Regions from separate parts of the Sus scrofa genome. Here region 1 is linked to region 2. The links are chromatin contacts, called in public Hi-C maps. All regions are on one chromosome and are shown on one strand. Each heading gives the region's core, a stretch centred on a gene start, on an enhancer-like site or on the middle of the called end of the contact. The rest is flanking DNA. Distances are from core to core; before and after follow the strand shown.

Region 1 (2,700 bases), core at 25-2,524, 240 kb before region 2:
TGGAGGCTTTCCTACACGGGAGGAGCTCAGGCAGACAGGTCTTGGGGAACAGGTGCCCCGTGTCCTGACTGCCACCTTCCCCCGCCTGCCATCAGTGACGCAGCTGTAACCTGAGCCAGGCACTGTCTCTCCTCAACTCTTGAGAGAAGGGGCACCCCCCCTTCTAATCCCCAGCTGGCACCATGGAAACACGGTGGGAACAGACAGGGACCACACAATGCCTGTTTCAGTCACCACGTTGGCACAGCCTTGCTCTGGCTCCAGAGCCACCCCCAGAATGGTGGTGGTGGTGGGGGGTGTTAGGCCACCCTGGCACAAGAACCCAGGGGCAGCCAAGGGTGGGTACAAGGCACCCGACTGCACCTCACAGCGCCCCAGACCCCTGCCCAGCTGGAGACAGATGGCCAGGCCACAGCAGATTTGATCTTCAAGTGTCCTTGCCCACTGGGACAGCTGGAGGGCAGCTCCTTCAGTGGGCGGAGGTGTACTGGTCAGGGTGTCCCTCCTGTTGACTCATCTGAGAGAGCCCCTGCCCCCAACTGACCCCTCCACGTCTGCCCTGCACAGGTCTCCTTCCAGATGGCTGTGCCTCCCAGCCCTGCCTCCTTACAGCCACCAGCATCCCGGCCCATTTCTTCTCTGACCCTCACTCTTAGAATCGCCAGAACAACCCCAGGAACCCTTTCGTGCCTTCCAGCCCTAACATCACCGCCTCACTGCCCCTTCCTCACCAAGACCCCTCACAAAGCCCGAGAAGATACCTCCGATCCCTCCTCAGCGCCCCCACTTCCCACTGCCTAGTCTCTCCAGCCGGGGTGCCCTAACCCTTTTAAGGCCGGCTGCCTCCGGCCTCTCCGTTAACCCTCTCCTGCCTGGACCCCTGCAAGCCAACCCTTCCCGTCACTCGGTCTCTCTCAACCTCCGTGTTAACCCTTCACGGCCAGGACGCCTTCCTCCCCCCCAGCCCCCCCTCCCCCGCAGGTCCCGGTGGCCAGCCGCCTCCCGCCCCCTCGTACCGAAGTCCAGAAACTGCTTCATGGACAACGGGGACGGGGAGAACTTGCTGAAGTGCTCGATGTACTTGGGCGCCCCTGCCAGGGACGCATTCTTCAGTAGCGCGCGGACCCAGCGCATGGCAGCGGCGGCCGCGCCTCGGGCTCGGGCTCGGGCTCGGGCTCCGCACCCCGCGCGGGCAGCGTTGGCGCTCGGCTTGGCCCACTCGGGTCCCGCGCCGCCCAGGCCGCCTCCTCCCCACCACCGCCCTGGCGGGGCTCCGAGTCCGGCCAATCGGCTCGTCGCGGCGCCCCGACGTCGCCAATGGCCGCTCACAAACAACTTCCGGAGAGCCAATTGCCTCTCGCCCCGGCACGTGGCTGCCCCCTGGGCCCGCCCCCTTAACTCCGTGTTTGCCCGGAGCGGCCTGTTGTTTTCGGGAGGCCGGGCGGAGAGCCCGCCTCCCGGGTGTCACCCCGCCCTTCCTCCTCCCCGCCCATAGGGGTTAACCCCTCCCTTCCCAGAGGCTCGTTATTCCCATACCTATTCTACTCCTTCCTTTCCCCGCTCCCTCCTCAGACTCCTTCACGTCTCGTCTCTGAGATTGTTCCGGTAGCTGTCAGCGCACCCCATTTCCTCCCAAAGTGTCCCGATTCACCTATCTTGATTCCCATCTGCTCTCCCTTAGGGGGTCTAGTGGGTTCCCAATTCAGATGACAGTGACTCAGATTGAATGTTTGCTAACTTCGGGATCTGGATGCGAGCCCACGTCAGTCCCTCGTATCACAAAGATCCAAGCAGCTCATGAAAAGGCGGCATGTTGCTTTTCCAGTTAAAAAAGTCAGTCAACCTCCTAATTAACACCTGGAGGCGGCAGAGGCAACCCTTACCATCAGTGCTACAATGAAGTTTTCAAAAAACTTTTTTTTTTTTTTTTTGTCTTTTTAGGGCCGCACTAGCGGCACATGGAGATTCCCAGGCTAGGGGTCAAATCGGAGCTGTAGCTGCCGGCCTACGCCAGAGCCACAGCAACTCGGGATCCGAGCCGCGTCTGCGACCTACACCACAGCTCATGGCAACGCCGGACCCTTAACCCACTGAACGAGGCCAGGGATCGAACCTGCATCCTCATGGATGCTAGTAAGATTCGTTTCCGCTGAGCCACGAGGGAAACTCCCAAAACACTTTTATTTTTTTATTCTCTTCTCTTTGGACCTAAGAAAGCAACCTTTTTCGCTCTGAGCGTTCTTAGAGAAAGGTCCTGGGAGATGATTGGTGCTGGAGGCGGAGAGCCCGCCCTTCCTCAGCCAACCGGCTCTCTCGTGGGAACCCAGCGCGCGCCCTCTTGTGGTCGAGAGCGGTAAGTCCCTCGCTTCTCCCCCCACCCCCTTGAGGTGTTTTTCGCTGTTCAGTCGTGGGCTCACATTCACCAATGGCATAATAAATTTTAGGCTTTGTGCTGGGACAGGGAAAGAGACAAGATTGGGACACTGCCTTTTCCTTCGATCGTTTCATTTCTCAGTCTGGGAGAGAGCTGCATAAATAAATAAATAGTTATAACAGAATATGATTATAGCCTATGCAGAGCTATGAGCAAGGCCTCACAATGAAGGGGACTCTCTTAGCTGAATGAATAATAACCTATGTGCCAAGCACTGTTTGCATTCATTATCTCATTTACTTCTCAGGACAGCTCTATTGTGCTAT
Region 2 (2,719 bases), core at 191-2,690:
TTTCACTCTCTTCATGTGCACCATGCATGCCACTCAGGACCTCACAGGGTTCGAGGTGGAAAAACCATAAGGTGTATGGACATCCTTTGTGAGGCTGGGGCATGAAAGCCTCTCCCGGGGAACCGGGAGCTCCTGACCCCCACCCTGGCCCTGCCCATATTTTGGTGCATCTGTTTTCCTCCATGTTTAAAATCCCAGAAAGGCCCTGGGCAGGGTGTGGGTGCTGGGAAGGGTTAAGGGTGGTTAATCACCCTGGGCTGGGGGCGGGGTGGCGGTGGGGCAACCCTCAGTAAGGATGGCACACGTGGTACACTAGTGCCATCTGGTGGCTACAGATAGTAATGCCGGTGTTATTTACTGGGTTGAGAGGAGCCAGGAAGGTGGGGAAAGCAGGAAAGTGGAAGTTAAAGGAAAGGAAGGAGACGGAGAGACAGGCGTTAGGAAAAGGGGCGGGGGGCGGCGGGGGAGAAGTTCCCGTCGTGGTTCAGTGGTTAACGAATCCGACTGGGAACCATGAGGTTGTGGGTTCGATCCCTGGCCTTGTTCAGTGGGTTAAGGATCTGGCATTGCAGATTGTAGATCGCAGACACAGCTGCAGATTGTAGATTGCAGATGCGGCTCGGATCCCATGTTGCAAGAGGAAAGATGCCGAGGACTGGGCCTCTCAGATGTTACCACTGGCCCAGGGCTCCCAGAGGCCATAGGGGACCCCACCCACCAGGCCACCAGTACAGGAGTTTGAGCCATGAGGCCTGAAGGTCAGGAGACAGATCCAGTGGGTCAAACCAGGGGTTACTCCATAGCGACCCCCAGATTTTTTTCTTTTTTTTTTTTTTTGTGCCCCGCCCCACAAAGCATATGGAGTTCCCATGCCAGGGATCTGAGCCAGGGATCAAATTCGAGCCTAAGTTTCGACCTAAGCCTCAGCTGCAGCAACAGCGAGCTGGATCCTCAACCCATTGTGCTGGACTGGGGATCAAATCTATGTCCCAGCACTCCCAAGACACCCATGATCCGGTCGCGCCACAGCGGGAACTCTGGGACACCCCCCACCCCACCCCCGCCCCAGGTTTTAAGGCCCAGCCCCTTGAGCCTTCAGCTCTAGGCCCCCCAGATACCAAGGATGAGGTGAAATGGTCCCAAGAGCCCTGGCCAAACTGGTCCCTGGAAAAGGTTAACTACAATTCCCCCAAGGACGCAAATGACAGCAAACACCCTGCCCACGTGCCAGAGTGCAGCACACACCCTCCAGGCCCCGTGGACACCCATGACACGCACCTGTGTTATGCAGATGGCTTGGGCCGGGCGGGGTGCAGGGGGCCCCCACCTCACCCTCTTCCCTGCTTCCTCTCAGGGGCGGGAGGCAGAGGGGGACTTGTTTACCACTTCGGCTCAGGCAGTGCTGATGAGCTCAGACTGGCCCATTGCCCTCCCCGGGCAGGGCCAGGCCTGAGTCATGGGGGTCAGATGACGGAGGAGGCTAAATGGGTCCCATCCTGCAGCCCCCAGGAGCTGCTGGAAGCCCCACCCTTCCCACCTACCCCCGCAACAGAGGGCTGCCCTTCCAAAGCGGTCAGGCACTCCCGGGCACACGGGACCGGGGTGGGGGGACGTCCTGAGGTTCAGGCCACCACCAGCCCCTCCCCTGATCAGAGGACAACAGGGCGGATGGCCCCCTTCATCTCTGCCCAGCCAGGTCCCCTGAGCACGCCTCCAGGAGCAGGACTTGCCCTCTGGGGCAGCCTGGCTCAGGCCAACGCCCTCCCAGAACGCCAAGCACCCCCTCAGTCACGTGCAAGGCCCCCCCCCCACATCTTGGAAATAAATGAAATGCTGAAAAAAAAATGGTTGTGCTGGAAACGATGGTCCTGCTTCCTGAGCCTCGGGTTGGCTCCACTGTCAGATGAGGGGGAACCAGTGTTCCCCAGTGGCACGTCCCAGTGTTGTTCCCGGGGCTGCAGCCGATGAAAGCTCAGAGGAAGCGCTGAGCTCAGGCCCCCAACAGACCTGCAGGCCTTGGAATTACCTGCCAGTTGGAAAACCCACGCTTTGGATGGCAGCGTAACCAAGCTCAGGTCCAGGCACCTGCCCCCACCTTCACGATGTGTTGTTGTCTTGTACAGTCCTTTCCAATACTGTGGGCCATTTGATGTCCATTGAAAATAAATTTTTTGGGGGGGTCACATCTAAGCAGAATTTTTTTTTTCCTTTTTTTTTTTTGGCCACACCTGAGGCATGTGGAAGTTCCCGGGCCAGGGATTGAATCTATGCCACAGCTGCAGTGGTGCCACATCCTGAACCCACAGTGCCACAGCAAGAACAGCTCCTTTTCGTTTTTAGTTGAAAATAAATTTCCTCTTTTTTGTTTTGTTTTGTTTTGTTTTGACTTTTTAGGGCCAGACCCACAGCCTATGGAAATTCCCAGGCTAGGGGTTGAATCAGAGCTGTAGCTGCCAGCCTACGCCAGAGCCACAGCAATGCCAGATCCAAGCCACGTCTGCAACCTACACCACAGCTCATGGCAACACCAGATCCTTAACCCACTGAGTGAGGCCGGGGATTGAATCTGAATCCTCATGGATACCCGTCGGATTTGTAACTTGCAGATTTGTAACAACAAGGAACTCCCCGAAAATAAAGTCTTAAGGGATTTAAATGCCTTCCCCACCCCTTTTCATTTTTTTGCGAGTTTCACCAAAAGTACAATTTCCATGGGACC

What was found. Hi-C and Micro-C count contacts between places; a contact is called where the count stands out from the background.
Region 1: a Hi-C map of retroperitoneal adipose tissue shows a contact between it and region 2, with 2.2 times the contacts expected there. The contact joins the promoter of PDK2 here to the enhancer-like site in region 2. A contact is called at or near these places in 11 of 47 Hi-C or Micro-C datasets (embryonic fibroblasts, epiblast stem cells, fetal skeletal muscle and 7 more).

What each region holds. Positions count from the first base shown.
Region 1 is chr12:26,273,136-26,275,835 of Sscrofa11.1, reverse strand. PDK2 (pyruvate dehydrogenase kinase, isozyme 2) reads right to left here and starts at 1,274. Exons shown (of 11, transcript XM_021067148.1): 1 at 1,017-1,274. The coding sequence starts at 1,134.
Region 2 is chr12:26,034,917-26,037,635 of Sscrofa11.1, reverse strand. No RefSeq gene overlaps it. Among named protein-coding and RNA genes, the nearest start is that of TAC4, 12 kb to the right of the region's middle. Within about 2 kb of position 1,440, at least 14 of the 83 cell types and tissues checked have an H3K27ac peak or open chromatin away from gene starts, as enhancers often do. A contact at or near this core is called in embryonic fibroblasts, omental adipose tissue, retroperitoneal adipose tissue and 1 more, where this site is marked.